Regions from separate parts of the Oryctolagus cuniculus genome. Here region 2 is linked to region 1. Evidence: chromatin contacts called from public Hi-C data. All regions are on one chromosome and are shown on one strand. Each heading gives the region's core, a stretch centred on a gene start, on an enhancer-like site or on the middle of the called end of the contact. The rest is flanking DNA. Distances are from core to core; before and after follow the strand shown. Region 1 has its middle 3.9 kb from the start of VPS4B. Region 2 holds the start of PHLPP1 (PH domain and leucine rich repeat protein phosphatase 1).

Evidence for each region. Hi-C and Micro-C count contacts between places; a contact is called where the count stands out from the background.
Region 2: a Hi-C map of skin fibroblasts shows a contact between it and region 1, with 3 times the contacts expected there. The contact joins the promoter of PHLPP1 here to the enhancer-like site in region 1. A contact is called at or near these places in 2 of 6 Hi-C or Micro-C datasets (skin fibroblasts and an unstated tissue).

What each region holds. Positions count from the first base shown.
Region 1 is chr10:15,189,232-15,196,075 of mOryCun1.1, reverse strand. No RefSeq gene overlaps it. Among named protein-coding and RNA genes, the nearest start is that of VPS4B, 3.9 kb to the left of the region's middle. Within about 2 kb of position 2,460, at least 2 of the 8 cell types and tissues checked have an H3K27ac peak or open chromatin away from gene starts, as enhancers often do.
Region 2 is chr10:15,810,586-15,817,429 of mOryCun1.1, reverse strand. PHLPP1 (PH domain and leucine rich repeat protein phosphatase 1) reads left to right here and starts at 2,398. Exons shown (of 17, transcript XM_051851890.2): 1 at 2,398-4,112. The coding sequence starts at 2,603. It overlaps LOC103349395 (a long non-coding RNA gene), which reads right to left and starts at 2,232. Exons shown (of 3, transcript XR_011379304.1): 1 at 2,102-2,232; 2 at 1,749-1,830; 3 at 1,491-1,628.

The DNA.
Region 1 (6,844 bases), core at 1,211-3,710:
AAATAGCTAACCAACACGCTTCAAGAAGCGTCTGGGTCGTGGAAGACCAGGGAAGACTGGGGCCGGCCACAGGCTGCAGACGGAGACACCAGTTAAATGCGGTGCTGGAGGAGATGCCGGAAAGAAAAGTATCCGTTGGAAAACTAAAACAGAATAACGTCTGTAGTAGAGCCAGCAGTCCGGGATGGGGATTCTCTACACACTTTTGCAACTCTTCTGTAAATACTGTTTGAAACTAAAAGCTTTTCTTTTTGAAATTCCTATTCCCTGGAACCTTAGATTCTAGTGGAATAGAAACTTTTTTCCTTTCACATATTTAAAACCCAAATGTAAATATGTTACATTGTAACCGTTTACAAAGTACTTTCACGTACTAGCTCTGCCAGTTAGAATTTAAAGCTGGCAGTTCATGTAAATGAGAACTAAACCTCAGATCAATAGAAGTTCCCCGAACCATACAGCTCTTCTCTGGCATGGCTGGTGTCTGAAGTCCATCCAGGGTCAATGTCAGATGAGGCCCTGACAAGAGCTACAATAGAGTCAGGATGTCCCGTGGGGCCACAGGAGAGAGAGTACTCCATCCTGAGCCAGTGGTTAGGGCCATCTTGGAGGAGTGTCATTTAAACCCAGTCTTGGCTGGCATCACGGCTCACTTGGCTAATCCTCTGCCTGCTGCGCCGGCACTGTGGTCTCTAGTCCCAGTTGGGGCTCCGGATTCTGTCCTGGTTGCTCCTCTTCCAGTCCAGCTCTCTGCTGTGGCCCGGAAGGGCAGTGGAGGATGGCTCAAGTGCTTGGGCCCTGCACCCGCATGAGAGACCAGGAGGAAGCACCTGGCTCCTGGCTTCAGATTGGCGCAGCACGCCGGCCGTGACAGCCTTTTGAGGGGTGAACCAACGGAAGGAAGACCTTTCTCTCTGTCTCTCGCTCTCTCTCATTGTCTAACTCTGTCCTGTCAAAAAATAAAATAAAATAAAATAAATTAACCCAGTCTTGGGGCTGGCACTGTGGCACAGTGGGTTAACATCCTGGCCTGAAGTGCCAGCATCCCATACGGGCACTGATTGGAGACTGGGCTGCTCCACTTCCAATCCAGCTCTCTGCTGTGACCTAGGAGAGCAGTGGAGGATGCCCAAGTCCTTGGGCCCCTGCACACATGTGGCAGACCCAGAAGAAGCTCCTGGCTCATGGCTTTGGATCAGCGCAGCTCCAGCTGTTGCGGCCAACTGGGGAGTGAACCAGCAGATGGAAGACCTCTTTCTCTCTCTCTCTGCCTCTCCTCTTTCTGTGTAACTCTGACTTTCAAATAAATAATAAATACATCTTAAAAAAAATAAAAAATAAACCCAATCTTACTGATTTGGACAGACAGGTTTGAGGGCTGGCTGGAAGAAGGAGAGCCATGGCAATGGAGTGGCCAAGGAAGCTTAAAGTGCCCCACCCAGCACCTCCAGATGCCCAAGGCATTGAATCATGAGGAGTTGGACTTGGACTTTACTCTGAGGGCAGAAGGATTTGTTGAGCGGCTCCCCCCTCCCCCATTCCCCATCCTCCTTCCCTGCCTCTCTCCCTTCCTGCCTGCCTTCTTGGCAGAGGTATGATTTGATTTGATTTTGGTTTTATAAAGATGAGTGGACCAGGAAGAGGGTGACGTGGGCAGATCATGTCGGAGGTTGCTGGGGCAGTCACAATGGAGAAATAGAGGTGTGCAGAGCCCTGTAGGGCACCCCTTGTTCCTGGGGCACAGCCCCTCCCTACACTTCCTTGCCTCTTATGCTCAGTTGCTTTCACTGATTCAGCCTGTTAAATAAAATCACACCGATTTTTCAAGTGCCAATTCCAAAGCCACTTCCTCAAGGAGCCTCTGACACTCTCCACTCTGATTGCCCTGTGGACCTTGCACGTCCCACAGGTGATGTGTGCTGATTGCCTAGTACAGCGCCTGGCACTTGGCAGATACTTACTCATTGTCAGCCTCCCTGGCATGTGTCTTGTCTTTCCAGATTGTAAAACCCCCAAGGACTCAGCCTTCGTCTTACTCATTTTTGTAGTTTCTTATGTCCTTACACCCAGAATGTTTGGCTTATATGGCCAAGGTCTGTTGAACACAGCGAAGCTTACCTGCTTGAGAGGGAAATGAGGGAGGCCAGGGAGCAGGCAGGCGGCATTTCAGAGTCAGCTTTCAGCTTGGACTCAAGAGCAGCCTGTTCAGGACTGAATCCCTTTCACTCAGACCATTTTGAAAGGAAATGCGTATTAGAGTCCTCACACAGCCTTGCACTTGGAAGTCAGGTCTCTACTTGTTGTCAGCTCCCTGCCTGATGCGGACAGCAGCCTCGGGGAAGACAGTGCTGGCAGGACCAGTGCTGTGAGAGGAGTGACTCTCAGGCCCTATGTGTTGGGTCTTGACTGGTGGTGGAGCCTTCTGAATGTGCCCAGTTACCCTGCAGGTCCAGCCCCTACTACTCATTTGATTCACGTGAAGAGACAGCCAGCTTGTGGACTGCTGAGCAGGTCTGGGGATCAGCCCTCACCAGCCACCAGCCACGTGCTGTGAGTGGGGAGGAGGTGGCCGTTCCTGCCCGTTGACGACACAGGGTGGGTACAGTGTGAGGCATCCGCCCGGCGGGGAAGATTGCAGACTGACATCATCATCTCCCAGACTGCAAATACTTGGTATCCAAGTAATGTGCCTAAGAAGTTGGTTTCAGGGACTGGCGTTGTGACACAGCACGTCCAGCTGCCGCCTGCATGGCTGGCATGTCATATCAGCACTGGTTTGAGTCCCCGCTGCTCGACTTGCCATCAAGCTTCCTGCTAATGCGCCTAGGAAAGCATTGGAAGGTGCTCCAAGTGCTTGGGCCCCTGCCAGCTATTTGGGAGAACTAGATGGAGTTCCAAGCTCCTGGCTTCAGCCTGGTCCAGCCTTGGCCAGTGTGGCCATTTGGGGAGTGAACCAGCAGATGGAAGATCTCTCCTTTTCTTCCCCTCTTTCTGTAACTCTGCCTTTCAAATAAATAAAATTAAAAAAAAAAAAAGTTGGTTTCAAACACCATTCCCCACTCCTGCCCAACTTTTCTTGTCTTGAACGTCTTTTGTTTCTTCCCACCAAAATGCCTTGTTTGCCCTTGTTTTAGTTTTTGTATTCAAACATCTGTGGCTGAGAGTGCTCCTTCTGTTGTAGAGAGGTGGAGAACTTTCAGGGTATCAGCTGGAAGCTGTATTATTCTGGCTTTTTCCCTTTCAAACTTCTCAGCAAAATGAATTCTAATTCATTGATCTTTGCCAATGCATTAGGAAAAATTGCGTTTTGTAATCTAAAATATGCTTTGCAATGTACTCACAGTTTGCTCCATAATAGTGCAGTGTGGGGTGGACAGGCTGGGAAGATGAGTGTGGCAGTAGTGACAAGGGAGTGGCCAGGAATTGATGATTTCATCTGAGAAAGGTTGTAGAGTTCATTGAACCAGTGAAGTTTTCTATAAGAGGATTATTTTTTAAAAAATATTTGCTTATTTGAAAGGCAGAATGACAAAGAGAGATCGAGAGAGATTGAAAGAGAGAGAGAGAGAGAGAGAATCATCTACCTGCTGGTTCACTCTCCAAATGGCTGCAGTGGGCCAGGGCTGGGCCATGTCAAACCAGGAGCCAGGAATTCCCTTGTGGGTGGCAGGGACCCAAGCACTCAGTTTATCTTCCTCTGCTTTCCCAGGCACACTAATAGGGAGCTGGATTGGAAGTGAAGCACTTGGGCCACCTACTGCTGCTTTCCAACTGGGAACTTCAGCAGGGAGCTGAATCAGAAATGGGGCAGCTGGGACTCAGACCGGCATTCGTACGGGATACCGGCATCTCAAGGGCCAGCTTACCCTATTGCAGCACGACGCAGGTCCCACATGGACCTCTTTATAGTACTGCATTTCCTCAGATTTAAGAAAACATTATATCTTTATTTATTCGAGTATCCTTGTATGTTTCTTAATAGTGCTTTCTTTTGCTTTATATATTTTCTGAACAATTGCTAAGTATTTTATTATGTTACTGTTCTATCATTAATAATATATTTTCTCCTCATATTTTCTAGTGGGTTGTGGTATATATGCAGAGGTTAATTTTGGCTGCTACCTTGTTTCTAATAGATTGTCAATATATGCTCCTAAGTTTCTAGGTCAATAATAAAAACTTCCGCGAACAGTGGTATCTTTGCCTCTTTTTTTCATAAAAATCAAGTTCAAGAGTAGGTATCCTTGTCTTCTTCTTTATTTATTTATTTGACAGGTAGAGTTATAAACAGTGAGAGAGAGACAGAGAGAAAGGTCTTCCTTCTGTTGGTTCACTCCCCAAATGGCCGCCACGGCCGGCGCTGTGCCGATCCGAAACCAGGAGCCAGGAGCTTCTTCCTGGTCTCCCATTCGGGTGCAGGGCCCAAGCACTTGAGCCATCCTCCACTGCCCTCCCGGTCCACAGCAGAGAGCTGGACTGGAAGAGGAGCAGCCAGGATTAGAATCCGGTACCCATATGGGATGCAGGCACCGCAGGTGGAAGATTAACCATGGCGCCGGGCCGTCTTCTTCTTCTAAACTTTATAGTGTCTCATATACAGTCATTTTAAATGTTAAATATGATTGTATTGGTTTTCTATTGCTGCATGACCAACTAGTACAAACTCAGCCACTTAAAAACAACATGCTTTTACTTTCTCACAGCTTCTGTGGGTCCAAGAACAGCTTAGCTGAGTTCTGTGCTCAGGATCTGACAGGGCTGAAATCAAGGTAGAGGCTGGGCTGTGTTCTCATGTTTCTCTGGTTGGAGGTTTATCCAGAAATGGGTATGCTCCCAAGCTCCCTGAGGTTGTGGGCAGAATGCATTTCCTTGTGATTCAGGATGACTGACAGCTTGCTTCTTCAAAGCCAGGAAAGTACACACACACATATGCGCACACACATGCACACTCCTGCGTATGCGCACACATGCACACACGCATGTTGAGTCTCTGATTTCAAGTCTCTGACTTTGGGGAAAGCTCAGGCCCTCTTTTAAAGGGTTCATATGGTTGGTCTGACTCACCAGGATAATTTCCTCGTTGAACTCCAAGCTAATTACATCTGCAAAATCCGCTTAACATTACCTGTATTCTGTTGATTTGAAGCAAGTCACGGGTGCTGCCTGAGCTCCAGACAATGCATGATTCACTGAGGCCACCTTGGTGTGCGTCCCCCATAGTAGTATTTCAGAACATATTTCTATAAAAGAGACCGGAGGAATGAATGCTTTCCTCTTAACAGAAAAGAAATATGTAAGGTTTTATATAGTAAACACTGCATTCACAAGCAACTATAGAATTTTTGTTGGCACTACATATATGTGTATATATATATATTTGTAATTTATGTTTATGAGACTAAGACAACAGTTATCTGTAAAGTGCTACCTTGGGACTCATATGGAGCAGAAGCAATTAATTCAGAAAAGAGGAACTTGTCTCTGAGCCTTCAAAACATGTTGACCAATACTTCTTCCAGCAGCAAAAATAATTTGGACGCAGACGCCCTTGCTGTCCACAGTGATTCTTTCCAGTTGTTGTTGTTTTTCCATACAGGCAAAATTCCCCCAGATCACTGTCACTACATCAACACATAGATCTGGGGAGAGGGTTTGCACTGGAATCACTTATAGTCTATGGACTAGTTTCAGGAGAAGGATCTAGGAGACCCCACTCTCCATCCCCCATCCTCCAAAAAGATTAGCACCATCTCCCAAACAGCAATAATGTTATCATCAAGCTAATGTCCACCTCTATAAGCAAATGAATTTCACTTCTTGGTGTTTAAGTGAACGATTTCTTGGTAATTATAGCCTACATTAGTTGTTTAGTTGTTCATTGTCCCTTTGATTACAAAATCAAGTCAACCAAAAAACATTAAGCAGAAATGAAGTGCATGCAGCGTAAGACCAGCAATCATGTACTGGACCAGAGAGGCTCAAATATGATGTCTGTAGTAGCTTCTTTTTTTCTTTTTGAAATGGTATAATGCTGTATTCACTTTTGTAGAATCTCATTGTACGGACTTCGTGCAAGTCTTTGTGGAAATCTAAACTGTGTTCCATCTTCCTTTTCAAGGTGAATACACATAATTTTTTGACACTGAACATATTTAAAGCAGATATTGTGTCATGAGAAAAAATAAATTGGCTATAGTTTAAGGTAGAACACATGATGAAGACCCATGATTTATTTTCTAGCTAAACAGTCATTGGTCCTTTGGTAGCTATCTGGAGGGTACCACTCCAGGTACAAGCATATGGGGACAGGGCTGGGGATCCCTGAGGAAAAGTCAACCCCAAGGAGCTTTAAGGTTGCAGATGGGCTAGTAACATTCTTTGTGATTTATTAGTTTCCCTAGTTAGCATTTAAAGATGGATTTAAAAGTGGTGTATTTCAGTGGTGAGATTAAAAACCCCAAAATTGCCAAACATGAAAGATATTTTATTGGAAGCTGTGGTTGCAGTGCATCTTAAGGTCAATATTTTTGTTGAAGAAGACATTCAGTCCTGTTCCTACTCTAGCTGTAGCTATCTTGGGCTTTGGACTCAAAGTATATGAAATGTAATGCTGATTTCTACATGAAGACAGCTGTAAACCCTAGGACTCTACGAAGAGGCAATAGGATTGGTGATACAGTTATGCTTGAATCAGTTATGCTTTTCAATCACATGATCATCTGATCCTAACTGAGATTCTATTGGATATGCAGTACTTGAATTCGATGTTAAAAAAAAATGAATGGGGCAGGTGTTTGGTGCAGTGGTTAAGATGCTACTTGGGATGCCTGCGTCTCACATTGGA
Region 2 (6,844 bases), core at 1,149-3,648, 620 kb before region 1:
CCGGGCCACAGCAGAGAGCTGGCCTGGAAGAGGGGCAACCGGGACAGAATCCAGCGCCCCGACCGGGACTAGAACCCGGTGTGCCGGCGCCGCTAGGTGGAGGATTAGCCTAGTGAGACACCGCGATTCTTCATCAAGTACTTATTTTTTATTCGCTCCAGAAAATTTCATTCTAAGTTAGCTCTCTATTTTCTGACTTCCCCTCGTTTTGAGTCCCTTTCCTTCCTTCCTTCCTTCCTTCCTTCCTTCCTTCCTTCCTTCCTTCCTTCCTTCCTTCCTTCCTTCCTTCCTTCCTTCCTTCCTTCCTTCCTTCCTTCCTTCCTTCCTTCCTTCCTTCTTTCTTTCTTTCTTTCTTTCTTTCTTTCTTTCTTTCTTTCTTTCTTTCTACAGGCAGAGTGGACAGTGAGAGAGAGAGAGACAGAGAGAAAGGTCTTCCTTTTGCCCTTGGTTCACCCTCCAATGGCCGCCGCACTCGGCGCGCTGCAGCCGGCGCACTGCGCTGATCTGATGGCAGGAGCCAGGTGCTTCTCCTGGTCTCCCGTGGGGTGCAGGGCCCAAGGACTTGGGCCATCCTCCACTGCACTCCCTGGCCACAGCAGAGAGCTGGCCTGGAAGAGGGGCAACCAGGACAGAATCCTGCGCTCCGACTGGGACTAGAACCCGGTGTGCAGGGGCAGCAAGGCGGAGGATTAGCCTAGTGAGCCGCGGCGCCGGCGGAGTGTGTTTCCACAGTACCTTATATTTTTGTACATGTCTCACTTGTTGAACATTCTAATTTATAAACCCTGTGGAGGCAAGGATAGTGTATGATATATTCAATTGCTTTACCTAGTGACTGGTTCATAATACATGCTCACAATTATTTGTTAAATTAATTGACTTGAATTTGTTAACTCTCGTGTGAGAACTTGCAATATCCCTACATTCAAAAGTGTTTGCTGTTGATTGAATTCAAACGGAGTAAAAACTATTTTCACGAGGCCAGGGAAGACTTCAAAAGGAAAATATATGAAAATTTTCTTTCAGAAATTTCAGGAATCACAGAGAAGTATTTATTTGTTGTCCAGGTAGCTGCTTCCACTCCTCTTGGAGAAACTGCAAGGATAAGCTAAGTGCGATTCTCTCGCCACAACTTCCAGTTCTCTCTCCTTTTCTCTCCTCACCTCCAAGTTTAGCAACTGAAAGTTCAGACAGGCCCTGGATGGTAGTAAAGTTATTTTAAAAGTCTCACGTGTGGAAATCCCGACTTACAAATCTAAGACTGTTAGATCAATTTAAAACGTGTACTAAATTCTTTGAAACAGTAAACTGTCCCGCTACAGACTACAATGCTGTTTCAACTGACGAAATAAATGTAACTTTTCAGACCACAACTACACATAGAAGCTGCAGGGAAATCCTGTTGTGAACGTGACTGAAAAAACCCGGGAAGGCGACGGGAACACGCGAAGCAGCCCCCCGCGTCTCCACGCCACCGCTTCTTCCCTTTCCCACTTCACTCCGCCTGAATAAAGCGACGGCAAACTTCAAACAACTCCGGTTCTTTGCTGTGCTCCTTCCGGCGGGAGAGGATGGGCTCAGGGCTCCCGCAAGCATATTCAATGAGGACACTGCCCGTCTCCCCGGGCCTCGAAAGAGAAAAATCGTGTCGGCGCACCGGGAGTGCCGGTGATCCTGAGGTGCTGTGCTGTGGGTGTGTATTTGTATCTCACGCAATGGGCGGGGGTGAGGATCGAGTGTTTTCTTACCGTTTAGAGTCCCTGGAAATCCTCCTTTTTCAATTAGCAAGGAAAATAAAAGTCATCTGGCAAGGGACAGTGGGCGGGTAAGCTACAAGTAAACCCGCAAGAACACACTTCGGTACAGAGTTCAACAGCAGAGGGCACAATCCCCACTGGTCATGGTCAGATGCTGGCAGCAAGGCGGAGAACCCAAGGATCGCTGGGGCTTGTAGTTCCCCACTTTTCTCTCAAGAATAGCCGTCCCCAGAAGAGAACTACAACTCCCTAGGTGCACCGCGCACCCCTCTCGTCACCACCCCTCTCCGAGGCCGGCTCTGGGACCTCCCGGGAGACTGCCCCCGCCCCGCCCCCGCACGCACGCGTCACGTTTGTTTACTCTTAGGCTCCGCCCCCCGCCGTCCTCCGGCGCTCCCCGCTCCTCCCGGGAATGCCGTCATGCTGGCGATGCATATTCATGAGGTGCGCGCTGAGCTCTCGCCCGGCCCGCCTCCCGCCTTCCCGCTCCCGCCGCGCGATTAATATTCAATGAGCCCAGCTCGGCGGCTGGTTCGCCGGGGCGAGGTGGGGGGAGCAGGCGGGGCCTGGCGCGGGGGAGCTCGCGACCCCCGCGGGGAGGGCGTGTGTGCGGGGGGGGGGGCGGCGGCGGCGGCGGCGAGGCGGGCGGGCGCGCGGGATGGAACACCGAGACACCGGCGGAATACTCCGAATTGCCACATAATCCCCTGGAACGGCCGCGCCGAACGCCATTGGCTTCTCCCTTCTCCGCGCGCCGCCGCCGCCGCCGCCGCCGTCTCCCACCTTCGCCTCCCTCTCCGCCCGCTGCCTCCGGAGCTGGGGGGAAAACGCGAAGCCCCGCGGCAATGGAGCCCGCCGCCGCGGCCCCGGCGCAGCGACTCCCCGACCCCGGCCGGGAGGACCGCGCTCCGGCTCCCGCAGCAGCGGCGGCGGCGGCGGCGGCGGCCGGGGGCGGCCGGAGCCTGGAGTCCGCGCCGACCGCGGCGGCCCCGAGCGGCGGGAAGGGCAGCGGCTGCGGGGCGCGGGAAGAGGCCCCCGGCGAGGCGCCGCTGGGGCCGCTGCCGGGCCGGGCGGGGGGCGCCGGGCGCAGGAGGCGGCGCGGGGCGCCTCAGCCCGCGGCCGGCGGGGCAGCCGCGGTGCCGGGGGCCGGCCACGGCGCTAACTCGCTGCTGCTGAGGAGAGGGCGGCTCAAGAGGAATCTGTCCGCCGCTGCCGCCTCGTCGTCGTCGTCGTCGTCGTCGTCCTCGTCGTCGTCTTCGGCGGCTGCCGTCTCGCACCCCGCGGGCGCCGCCGGCCTCCCCGCCTCCTGCTCGGCCTCGGCGTCGCTGTGCACCCGGAGCTTGGACAGGAAGACGCTGCTGCTGAAGCACCGGCAGGTGATGCCGCTGCAGCCGTCGGACCGGGACTGGGTGAGGCAGCAGCTCCGGCGGGGCTGCCTGCACGTCTTCGACCGCCACACGGCCTCCGCCTACCTGCGCCCGGTGCTCTGCACGCTGGACACCACGGCCGGGGAGGTGGCCGCCCGCCTGCTGCAGCTCGGCCACAAAGGCGGCGGCGTGCTGAAGGTTCTGGGCCAGGGGCCCGGACCCGCTGGCGCCGAGGCTTCCCCCGACGCCGGGCCCCGGCTCGCGGCCCCCGAGCTGCCGGCGGGGAACGCGCCGGGTGCCGTCGGGGGCCCCTCGCGCGCGCCGCCCACCGACCTGCCACTGCCCGCCGGCGGCCCGGGCCGGGGGGCGCGGTGCGCCGCCCGCGCTAGCCCGGTCCCCTCGGACTGCAGCCCCGGCGAGCCGTTCGCTAGGGGCCTCGGCTCTCCTCCGCCAGGCGTCCCGCGGCCCCTGGACGGCGCGGCCGCGGCGCCGGCCTCCGACACCGAGAGCTTCAGCCTGAGCCCCAGCGCCGAGAGCGTGTCCGACCGGCTGGACCCCTACAGCAGCGGCGGCGGCTCGTCCTCGTCTGAGGAGCTCGAGACCGACTCAGCCCCGACCCCGACGGGGGCCCCGGGTCAGCCCTGCGGTCCCGCACAGCCCGGGCCGCCTTCCCCGACCGCCTCCCGCTCTCTGCCGAAGCAAGCCCCCAGGGGCGCGGACATCGCAGGCGGCGCTGCCCCCGAGGGGCCTCGGCCGGAGGAGGCGGCGGCGGCGGCCGAGGCCCCAGGAGGCGCCCCGTCGAAGGTGCCCCCGCCGCCCACCCTCTACGTGCAGCTCCACGGAGAGACCACCCGGCGCTTGGAGGCGGACGAGAAGCCGCTGCAGATCCAGAATGACTACCTCTTCCAGCTGGGATTCGGGGAGCTGTGGCGGGTGCAGGAGGAGGGCATGGACTCGGAGATCGGCTGTCTCATCCGCTTCTATGTAGGTAAGGAAAGCACCTGCACGTGCACTCTTGCAGGGACCCAGGAAGGAGTCTGTTGCCCGGCCCAAGAGTCGCTGCGGGTCCCGGGGAGTCCTGGTGTGAGCCTTGGTTCCGGCTTGCACGGTCGGGCCGTGTGGTGCTGGGAGGAGGAATCCTCACATCCGCCCGTTTGTGGTCTGTCGTGAGGGCTCAGGGACCAGAAAGCGGTGTGGCGGAGCTGGCCCAGATCGCGGGGAAGTCCAGGAAGCGTGCACTCCCGACGGAGGAGGTGGCACCTGGAGCCGTCGGGTTGCTGCCTTCAGGCCTCTCCCGGGGCCTTGCTGGGTGTCAGGGAAGCCCTCGCGTGCACAGGACAGTGCCCACCCCAGGGGAACCCCGGCCCTGCGTCTTGGCCGCAGTGGACCGAGCCAGCCACAAGTACAGTATGCGCTGCCCTGACTCCTTCCCTGCCAGCTGGGGCCCCGGCGTGTTCAGCTCTCTGCCTGCGTGTTTACCCAGGGAGTTCTCCTTGGAAACTTCACGAATACGATCCTTTTTTAAAGTGATACTTTTCCGAAGCGCTTTTTTTTTTTTTTTTTTTGGAGGGAGGGAGGCTTATTTTCGATTTTTGAATCTTGCATCCAAGTGATTTTGCCTGTTTCTTTTTTTCCTCTGGCCTTTGTGGTGGGCACAGACCCTCGCGGTAGGACTTGCAGTAGGGGTTCCGTATTGCAATATCTGTCTCTTTGGATGTGACCTAAAATGCTGCTCAGTCTTTGCAGGACCAGCACAAGTTGTTGATGCGGCATTTCTCCTTTGGCTAAAGGCTTGGCTAGAAGTGAATTAGGGAGCCATAGGTCCTTGTTATTGTACTTCAGCTTTATAAGTTGTTTGTGCCCTTTGCCTCTTGTGATTTAAAGATAAGATTGTATGATTAGGAATTTTATTTAAGTTACCATTAGCGGAATTAAATCCTAACCAACTTTAGGTATGAGTTTGTAGGTGGTGGTGGGAAAATAAACTTATGACGACTCTGTATATCCATAGCCATTCTTTCAAACTTAACATGTGCTTTGGTCCTAGTGGCAGTTTACTTTTTGAATGAAGAAATCTGTTCTCCACATTGAAATAGGCAAGGTTGTAGTATACCTGGTTCCTGTAAGTTTCATTGAAAATTCTCTGAAGTTCTTAGCAGGTTTCTGGTGATTTTTGCCTTATTAAGAAAATCAAGTCATACCATCTGAAGCCAGTATCTCAGCTGGGTGACATGCCTTTTACAGTTTATGGACCAGAATATAGGTGATTTTTTTTCCTTTTAATATATAGGAGCAACAGCTATATCCCTTCCTCCTACAGCTCATGGAATTTGTAAAATGTTTTATACAAACACCAAATGATAATTATACTTCGAAGGAGACTATATACTTGGTGTTAACATGAGAACAATGAATGCCCTTATAACTAAACTTAGCTGTGTGGAGGGAAATAGATATGAAACAAGTAGTTAAATAAACAGTATTTGAACATATTTTGTACCCAAAGAGCTCTGTAGCCCTTCCTTTGCTCCTGATTGTCTATTCTGATCATGGTAGATGTCCGTGAGAAAGGTTTTGGTGTTATAGTTGTGAAATAAAAATCTTCAGTTGTCTCTTCAAGAGGGGCTAACATATTCTAAGTGGATGATAAGCTGCTTTTTTTGTTTTGTTTATTAAACTCAATATAAGAAATGACAGTCCTATTTCTGTTTAAGTCCTTAGTTTCTGACATGGTCATTTTAATCGTTTTTTTCCCTTATCAAAAGCAGTCATTGTTACCTCCTTCTGAACTTGCTGCTTTCTTATATATGCATAGCATAAATACCTATCTGTCTCTGTGTTTATGTTTATAAAAATAACCAATAAAGTGTGGATGCCACACGCAGTATCCCACGTATTCTTGAATATGGAGTCAGTATACAGGTGCCCTAGAAGGGAGATGCGTGATTGTTGCAAAGATGTTTAATTGCTTATTTTGGCTTCCAAGCAAGGCTGAGTTTCTTTTAGACCTAACACACCAGACATCTCTCTGCAGATGTTCTTTTGCCATTGAACCAAATGTAGCACATGGTGAGTGTTTGCAAGCAGCTTCAGTTACTGATGGCCACCTTGCTCCAAGGTGGTCCACTTTGGAACTGTCAGGATTCATGTGTAGTGAAGCTTTGTGTCAGGCTGGAAGAGATTCCTAGACTACCTCTGCACTTCATTGGAATATAAGCCCTCCAACAAGAGAGTGTTATGTTTTGGAAGTAATTCTTTTCCTTAGGGAGAGGATAACTAATGTTTTGGATCACATCTTTAAAGAGAATATTGGAAAATTGTCATTTTTTATGATTTTATATATAGCATTAAATTTTTTTTGCAGCATTGCTTTTTGTTTGTGTTGTTGGCACTGATAGCTAGAAGGTTGTTTTTGAAACCTTCTGAATATTCTCCTGTACTTAAGCTGTGCTTGTTATCTACTGTCCATCTAGTTTATCTGGTCAGCTACTTGTTTTGAGAAGCTCTTGTCTAGCAGAGGACTTTCATTGTCTTGAGGGTCACCTTCCAATTAAATGTCAGTGTTGATAACCTGAGTCAGGTTGTCCTTAAACGTTTTGAAAGCCATTTGTGGTTGCTTAGAATATTTAAATATTTGGGTGAAGTAAAATGAAACTCGTTAAAGAACTAAAAGGCATTGGGTAAAAGATAACTATCTAATTACAGAGTTCTTGGAAATTT